Regions from separate parts of the Mus musculus genome. Here region 1 is linked to region 2. Evidence: chromatin contacts called from public ChIA-PET data. All regions are on one chromosome and are shown on one strand. Each heading gives the region's core, a stretch centred on a gene start, on an enhancer-like site or on the middle of the called end of the contact. The rest is flanking DNA. Distances are from core to core; before and after follow the strand shown.

The links. ChIA-PET counts read pairs in DNA pulled down with a chosen protein or histone mark.
Region 1: an RNA polymerase II ChIA-PET map of memory CD8 T cells shows a contact between it and region 2, with 10 read pairs. The contact joins two enhancer-like sites. A contact is called at or near these places in 4 of 484 Hi-C or Micro-C datasets (the G1E-ER4 cell line, the HL-1 cell line, bone marrow-derived macrophages and 1 more), 4 of 115 datasets of contacts at active chromatin or transcription factors (double positive thymocytes, memory CD8 T cells, pancreatic cancer cells and 1 more) and 1 of 9 other capture datasets (embryonic stem cells).

The regions. Positions count from the first base shown.
Region 1 is chr3:101,746,252-101,750,937 of GRCm38.p6, reverse strand. No RefSeq gene overlaps it. Among named protein-coding and RNA genes, the nearest start is that of Gm33309, 11 kb to the right of the region's middle. Within about 2 kb of position 2,512, at least 29 of the 459 cell types and tissues checked have an H3K27ac peak or open chromatin away from gene starts, as enhancers often do. A contact at or near this core is called in memory CD8 T cells, where this site is marked.
Region 2 is chr3:101,492,181-101,496,655 of GRCm38.p6, reverse strand. No RefSeq gene overlaps it. Among named protein-coding and RNA genes, the nearest start is that of Gm40109, 13 kb to the left of the region's middle. Within about 2 kb of position 2,610, at least 63 of the 459 cell types and tissues checked have an H3K27ac peak or open chromatin away from gene starts, as enhancers often do. A contact at or near this core is called in memory CD8 T cells, where this site is marked.

The DNA.
Region 1 (4,686 bases), core at 1,263-3,762, 250 kb before region 2:
AAAGCCATCCTGGGAGAGACCTCAGAGGCCTTATAGGACACAAGACATGCACTCTGATGACTAATCTTGGCTGCCTGCTTGACCACACCTGGAATCACTAAAACCCAAGCTGCTGGAGACTCCTGTTTTCTGGATTAGCTTATTGGCTTACTTGAGGGAGAGGGGCCCACTGTAAATCTGGGCCAAACCTTCTAGTGGTAGCTCACACAAAAGGACATAGAGGAAGGAAGCTTTTGGTTGCCTGCTTGCCTTCACTCTCCCGTATCTCAGAACTACCTTTTTCAGGATTCCAACATAGAAGACTAGCAGCTCTCCACGACTCCAGAGCCAGATTTGGACTCCTGAGACATCCAGCCTCCAGGACTGAACAACTACCATATTCTTTGCCTTTCAGTCAGGAGATAGCCACTGTTGGACTAGCCAGCAAACCACTCTAATAAATCTCGTGTGTGTGTGATGCTAACCCACAATATGGCGAAAACATTAGAAAAAAATCTATACACACACACACACACACACACACACACACACACACAGGGCTCAGCCATTGAATTTCTAACACTGTTACTGCTTCTTTTTCCAAGTCCCATTACAAATGCACAAAGCTGTTCAGGGTGGAAACCACAATTAACTCTTCATTGAAAATGTTCCCTGTGCATTTGCTGCTGGAGGAGGTATAGATATTTGGGGTTTGGGGCAAGTAAAGCCCAGCTGCCTGAGAGCCCATTTTCCTGCTGAAAAGCCCTTTTCTCTGGGAATGCCTCCTCCAGCTCAGATTAACAGCACTGGAAAATCACAAACGTGAGCAGGAACCAAGGGCAAACCATTGTCACATGACTAGCCAGTCATGGGGCCAGAACCCAAGGCCTGAGGATACAGGGTTCTCCTTCTTTTGATTTCTGCAACATGTCAGGTGACCCTCCTCGAGGCAATCTCAGAGGGTCATAGTGCCTCTCCCAGAGCTCAGGCAACCATGAACTTGCCTGAAACTTTTCCTGCATTCATTTTATGGTCACACTCAACTCCCTCTTGCGTATCTCATTCTCACTGAGAACAAAACATCATCTCCCTTCATTGAATCTAAATGTCCTCATGTTCTGAATGTCGCCGGGCCCTTGCTAGACCTAGTGCACAGGGCTTGCTGCTCCCTTTGCTGTAGCTGTCCCTTGGGAGCCTGGAGTCTCTCTCTCTCTCTCTCTCTCTCTCTCTCTCTCTCTCTCTCTCTCTCTCTCTCTCTCTCTCTCTCCCTCTCCCTCCCTCCCTCCCTCCCCCCCCCTCTCTCTCAGTGGCCCCTCTAATCCTTCGGCTTTCCAGACTGACGGAGATCTATGATGTCTGGAAGCAGGCCTGAGCCGATAAATATTGATGATGATTATGGAGCTGAATCATGAGAAAAGTTGCCTTTAAGTGGGATTTAAATTCTTGTCTTGAGTCTGAGATGTGGAATAAATCATTGTAAGCACAGTGTTGAGTGGAATAGATGAGTATGTTCCCTCCCCTTCCCCACCCTTCATACAGGGGTCGCCCAAGTTCTCTCCCACTTGTCCCTGTTCCCCTCTGGGTGCATGGTGTTTGTGTGCATGGTGGTGACATGGTGGTGGCATGGTGGCACTTTGCCCAGCCTGTTTGAGGATACTTGCTTGTTTAGAGACACTCATTCTCCTTTTAGGAGAAGCAGGATGGTTAATCTTCATTGTCAACTTGACAGGATTTAGAATCACCATGGAAACACATCTCCAAGTCTATGAACATGCTCCCAGAAAGAGGTAACAGAGAGGATGGCACCATCCTGTGGGGGTGGGGTCCCTAAAAAGGGAAAGGGAACTGAGTAGCAGCACCCCACCTCTCTCTGTGTCTTGCCTGCAGATGCTGTGTGAGCAACTGCCTTCTTCTGCATGCCTTCCTCACCATGATGGGCTGTGACCCTTCAAACTGTGAACCCCAATAAGCCCTTCTCCCCTTACAGTGCTTTTTTTGGGTGATGATTGGTCTTAGTATCAAGAAAAGTAACATATACAAAGGTGGAAGGAGAGAAGGAAGAGGTGTGGGGTGGGGGTTACCCCAATGTGCCAGGCACTGCCTAGCTTGCAATGGAGTCATTTCTCTTATTCTTTCAAAGAACCGGGGACTTTTTATACCAGTGAGGAAGCTGAGGCTCACAGAGATGGGTAACCTCGCCAGAATACGAGGATCAGCAATCTGGTCCCTTCCACTCTATAGGAGTGATTCCTTCCTCTGCCCATGGCAGTAGAGCTGTCTTGTAACTGCCTTGCCCCATGTTCCCTAGCTCCACAAGGAACCACCTCAGCCTCTGGCATTCCTCTCAGCCTCGGTGTTCCACCGCTCCCCTACTCTTCTTTCCCAGCAGGAATAAGACAGACAGGATGGCAGCAGTGACTCACAACTAGAAGAATAAAGTCTTAAATGGGGACAACCTAAGCTGGTATGAGCGTGACACTCTGACAAAGGAAGAATGTCCCCTGAGTTTTTGAAGGGCGTTGCTACCCACTGCTGTTAGAAAAAGGCTGCGGCACAGTAGGTGGGTGGGGCAGGAAGGAGAGCAAGGGTGGAGACCTTGGCACTCTCTCGGTTAGATCAAGGAACAAAGGGGATTAGAGGCTTGTCTGTGGTTATCCTTGGCCTGTTGGCAATGTTGACCAAACCCTGTGCTTTTTGCTCTCTATTTGCCCACCAGGTGATCCAGGCCTTTACATGTGACAAACATTTCTCCATCACTGCATCCTGAGCCACCCACCCAGATCCTAAATGGATAACCTGTGATGTGCATGAGGAAGCCAAGCACACAGCTTTGTGAATCAGTTGCATTCTCTCCAGGGTGGGCTCTTTGTCCCCAGTGGACTCTGACTTCCACAAAGACATGTGTCAGCCTGGTTCATCTTGCTTCTCCCTCAGGGTCTCCCTACTTCATGGCATGACCTGTAGACGAGAGAAGACACTGCGATGAGCACACCACTTGGGTGTTGTCAAACCAACCAGATAATGCCACCACGAAATCAGTGACTCCTTTCTCCTCTCCTCACTTCTGTGCATCAGTCTTCTGACAAGCCAATTAAATCAAGACTGTGGGATGATACCCTAACCAATGGTGAAACGACACAGCCACCACCTGACTTAAAATAAAAGACAAATGCAGTTCCTCTGTGTGTGTGTGTTCTGTCTTTCCCAGCAAACCCTCTTGGTCAAGACAGTAAGTTTGCCATGTCCAGACTTTAGTTGGAATAGTAGTCTCCTTCTTTGTGACCTCAAACTTATTGCTAAATAAAAAAATAGATTTATTTTATTTTTTAATTGTGTGTATATATGTGTGTGTACACATATGAGAGAGCATATTCATGCAGGTGTCTATGAGAATAGATGTGTCAGATCCCCATGTGGCTGAAGTTATAGGTGGTTGTAAGCCACCTGGTGTAGAAGTAGGAAACAGAACTTGTTGACCTTGACCCATATGACACATTTGGAGAGGTCTTGCAGGGGGTGAGTAAAGTTACATGTGGCCAGCATGGTATGGCTCTATCATACTGGTCGGAGGGTCTTCTAATAGTGGACAGAAAGTTGGCTTCCTCCCTTTCTGTCTGTAAGGATATGGAGATCGCCAGGAAAAGAGCCCAGCCAGGAAATGGATTTGCCTGCACCTTGATCTTACATTTCCCAGGCTTGAGAAATGTGAGAATAAATGCCTGGTGTTGAAGCCACTCAGTGTGTGGTCTAGCTAGCTTTATGCATCTACAGGTTCTAGTTAGTAAGTATATATTTACTGTATGTATGATATATATATATATATATATATATATATATATATATATATGCGTGTGTGTTATGTATGTATGTTTGTGTGTATATATATGCTATGTCTTGACACATACCAGAAGAGGGCATCAGATCCCATTACAAATGGTTGTGAGCCACCATATGGTTGCTGGAAATTAAACTTAGGACCTCTAGAAGAGCAGTCAGTGCTCTTAAACACTGAGCCACCTTGTCAGCCCTCTAGTTGGTAAATTTAACCAACTCCAAATCAAGAATATTTGGGGGAAGTTTTTCATATATATTGAACATATATATGTGTGTGTGTGTGTGTGTGTGTGTGTGTGTGTGTGTAAACATTTCTTTTATCAAAGTTCCCTAAATGTAGCATGAAACAACTATTTGCACAGCATTTGCATTATTTTAGGTATTAGAAATAATCTAGAAAATGTTTAAATTATACAGGCATGTGTGGGATATATATATATATATCATGCTGACTGTTTTACATTTATTTACTTTTATTTTTATGTGTAAGCGCATTTTGTTTCATGAATGTATTTTCATCACACATGCGCAGTGCCTAGAAGGTGAGAAGAGGCCTTTGGATGCTCTGGAACTGGATATACATGTATATACATACATACAGTAAATATATACAGTTGTTAGCTGCTGGCTGGGTGCTGGGAACCTGGGTCCTCTGGAAGAATCAATCAGTCCTCACCACCCCTGAGCCATCTCTCTAGCCTAATACTGAGGTTTTAAAAAATAGATTTATTTTATTTTGTGTGTGTGTGTGTGTGTGTGTGTGTGTGTGTGTGTGTGTGTGTGTATGTGTGTGTGCTTATGAGAGAGCATATGTGTGCAGGTGCCCATGAGAATAGAGGTATTAGATTCCCCTGGAGTTATAGGTGGTTGTGA
Region 2 (4,475 bases), core at 1,361-3,860:
CTTCATAATGTAAGCCCCACATGGGGCGCCACATGCAGTTTGTGGGAGCAGAGTTAATTTTCAAAATCGATTCTCTCCTCAGACCCTGAAACCAGTCCAGGTTTCAGAGACCTGGCTAATGGAGACCATGCTTGCTCCTCCAACTGAACCAGCCCAAAGCAATCCAACCACGATTACAAAACCCAGGGTACCTGAGGCTGAGTGAGTCCTTAGAGACACTCCAGCTCATTCGGTTTTGAACTGTATTCCTAGGCAGCCTAGGCCACATGACCTCTCATGGAGAGCAGAGAGTGGAGGCTCAGTAGAAAGGCTGCTGTAAAAGACAAGCTTTTTTCCTCCTGCTTCCAGACTCCCAGAATAATGACTGAGGCTCGAAATACATTTACAAACACCTTACCCATAATTTTTTGGCATATAATCTGACTAGCTCATAAATTAATACTCCATTTACTCTGACTGAAGTTCTGCAGGTTACCTCCACTCAGGTGCCATTAGTCCTCCTTCGGTTCCAAGAGCCAAATCCTCTCGCGCCTGGCCCTATCCCAGAATCCTTTCTGCCTACCAGACGTTCCGCCTTCTATTCTATCCTTTCCTATAGGCCATAGGGTTTTTTTGATTTTTGCTTTTTGTTTTTTTTTTTATTGACAAGTGATGCATCCACACAACACACAAGATAGTCTCTCCACAGACTGCTGGCCTCCTCTGCTTCTGTTTCCACCACTTTATAGCTGTTGCTATAGTGATTAGCTGTCGATCCATTTCCCAGATGCTGCCATTGCTAACCCAACCCAGGGCCTGGCTACTTTCCATCCAGTGTCCAGCATGGTGGCTTTCAGACCTGAGGCCAGTCACGGCTCTCTCCTGTTCAAGACCGTACATTGGGTTTCCATTGCCCACAAATGGCAATCCAAGGTCGTCACTGTGGCCTGTGTATCCCTTTGTGTTCCCTCCCGGCCGCTTTGTCTTCCATCATGCAGGTCACTTGCAGACTCACCCGTACCAAGCAGCTTCCTACCCACCTCCCGGCTCTTCCTCTTCCTTCTGTCTGAAGTACCTGCCTCATATTAGGCAAGTGTTCTATCTCTGAGCAAAGTTACTCAGGCTGATCTCGAACTTACTCTATACTCAAGACAGGCAAGCTTTGGACTTGCAATCCTCTTGGCTTAGCTTTTTTGTTGTTGTTGTTTTTTCGAGACAGGGTTTCTCTGTGTAGCCCTAGCTGTCCTGGAACTCACTTTGTAGACCAGGCTGGCCTCAAACTCCTGCCTGCTTCTGCCTCCCGAGTGCTGGGATTAGAGGTGTGCACCATCACACCAGGCTGGCTCAGCTTTTCAAGTAGCTGAGATTATAAACACACCACACACACCAGGCACAGCTGTTGTTTTTCTTATTGCCTTTTAGACAAAGAATCCACCGAAGGCTCACAGACCTTTCTAAAGCAGGCAGTGAGAGTTGGTGAAACAAAACCCCTAAGCCAAACACATCTCACAACTCACTGCCCATGAAGTTGTCCATTGTACTAAAATAAAGTTTTATTGAAACACAGCCACACTAGTCTGTTTCTATATTGTCAGGTCATTCACTCTCTGGCCCTTTATAGAAAATGTTTGCCAAGCCCTGCTCCGAGTAATAATGTGACTAACTCAAAGTATTACTGTTTAGAGGTGTTTCCCATTCGTGCTGGGTAGTTTTATGCCAACTTGACACGAACTAGTTATCAGAGGGCATGGAGCCGCAATTGAGACAACGTCTTTATAAGATTGGGCTGTAGCCAAGCATGTAGGGCGTTGTCTTAGCTATTGATCAATGGGAGAAGGCTCAGCCCATTGTGGGTGGTGTCATTCCTGGCCTGGTGGTCCTGGGTTCCACAAGAAAGCAGGCTGAGCAAGCCATGGGGAGCAAGCCAGTGAGCAGCACTGCCTCTGTATCAGCTCCGGCCTCCAGGCTCCTGCCCTGTCTGAGGTGCTATACTGAATTCTTCAGTGATGAATGGTGATGTGGAGGTGTAAGCCAAATAAACCCTTTCCTCCCCAGCTTGCTTTTGGTTATGGAGTTTCATCATAGCAATAGTAACCCTGACTAAGACACCAATCAACTCCATTTTTACTGGAAGTCATTTTGAGATTAGTACCAACTGTTCTACAGATGAAGAAACTGAGGCCCAGAAAGGAGATGGCTCGCCCAAGGTGACACAGACAGCAAGAGGCAAAACCGGAAACCAAACCCAGCCACCAGCGCTCCGAAGAGGGCTGAACAACTGAACAACTGCAGCTGTTGCTGGAGCCTGAATGTGCTTCTCATCTGCCCAGCCGCAGAGTGGCAGCAGCTGGCGGTGTTGACTGTGAGAAGACAGGGGCCGGGAAGCAACTGTACATGATGTAGATACTCAGGAGTAATCTCAAAGAGCAGACAATGTCACCAGGAGCTTTCTGTGCATAGGAAAGGCGGCTAGCTCACAGAAGTCTGCCCACCACAAGCCATGTGTGGCTTCTGTAAATCTCTAACAGTTAATCACATGACTGCTCAAGCCGCGGCAGTCTTCCCACCCAGGCTTGGACAGACCTTTCTCAGCTTGCCAAGGAGCTGCTCAAGAACCTGAACGGCTGTCACATCACTTGTGTGAGAGAGCCCTCTAGTGTCCATTTCTGGTATTGCCTCCCTTGCCATGGGCTCTGTAGACAACAGGGACACTGTTTTTCTAGGTCTTTTGACTTTAAGGAACTCATCTAGTACAGTAGACTTAAAAGGTGTTGCTCTCTTCAGAGCTCCCTGAAGAGGCTGTTATGCAAAGCCTAACTACACTACCATTGGGCATTGCCTGTTTGCAGGTTTTCCCTTCAGTTCTGACTCCGTGGCCTTTCATAGGCTCTGGAGTTCAGTCTGCAGACAGATTTGACCTTCCACAACAACTTGACATATGGGAAGCTGTCTCAGTTGCCTCCAGCTAAGCTCTGTTTCCGGAAGTATTTTGTGTTGTCAGTTTGGGGTGGTTAATTTTTATGGAGATCGAAAAATATATTTTTATTGCCTTTTATATATTTATTTTGTGTTGGGGGCTATGCATGTTTGCTACCATGCTTGTGTGGAGGACAGAGGACAACCTGAAGCAGTCAGTCCCAGGGATCAACTTCAGGCTTGGTGCCAAGTGCCTTTAACTTGCTGATACACCTTACTGTCCTCAATTCTGCAGAGGGTGATGTTTGAGATAGGGTCTTGCTAGGTGCCTTCGACTGGTTTCAAACTCCCTATCTTCCTGCCTCTACGTCTTTGTACTGGGATAACTGGTGTGACCCACCACCACCCAAGCTGCCATGCTACACTATTTTAATTGTTTATCAACGTTGTATACACTGGGATTGTCAGCGTGGCTGAAAGCAGCAGGTGACGCTTGTTTTGAGTCCCTGTGCTCAGCAGTAGTCAGAAGCGGTAGCCGAGGCCCAGGAGCTGCTGTCTCATCTGACAGGCAAGGACTCTGTAGGACCAATGTTCACAACTTCCTGTTGCTGATTGCCTCGCACTTAATCACAGAGAATCATCTGTATGAGAGCTACTGGCCTGGGGTTGGGGGGGGGGGGGCAGGTGCTGTGCTGAACCCCCATGTGCTGACACAGGCACCACGGTTCCCAATTTTCAGATGTGACTCAGAGTCCAAAGCTCTGAGCAGCTTGCCCATGGCCTAACATCAAGCATCAGATCAATGTGTCTAAGTGCTATGGCCAGGGAGGCCTGGATTTAACCCAGAAAGCAGCAGCAGTCGGACCACATCTCTCTCAATGCCCCAGGTCGCTCTGAATCCCAGCTCTGGACCTGAAAATCTCCCCTGTTGAAGAGCGGACTTGTGTCAGGTCGTGTGTGGCCGACTCAGAAAGGAGTTCCCAGTTACTAGGTTTCCCTTTCTGTCCATAACGAATTTGAAGGAAGGCAATGGCTTGTGGTAGACACACAGGCTCCCTTTGCTTTCTGTTGAACATCTGCCTTGAGCGCTTTCTGTTGTTGCCTGTCTGGTGCTCTGAGGTCCTCCAAGGGAGGCTTTGACATGGGGTCTAGGTCTGAACTCTGAGCATTTCGCCTTCCAGGTTGCCCCTTGTCGCCCCTTCGTCTGCCCATGTGTCCACTGCTGTGCCCTATGCATTGAACAGCTTATCCCGTTGAGCTATTTGAGAGGTTAAATGTTAATTGACTCACTTGATCTCAACCATCACTTACTGTTACTCCCCTGTGGGAGTAACCATGCATTCCTAGGAGACTGAAGGCCCATCTCTTTAACAAAGCCAAAAGGCTCCCAGGCCCTTTCTCCAGAACCTTCAGCCCTCTCCTACTCCACATTCTTCCAGTATTTGCCTGTCAGTCTTCTAGTTCTTGTGACACTCTTGTCCCCATCTACTGAGGCTTTATTAGTCCTATCCTTGGCCAGGAAACATCTCCTCCACCACCTCTCCCCTCCCCTCCCTCCTGCCCTCTTAGCTGGTACCTGC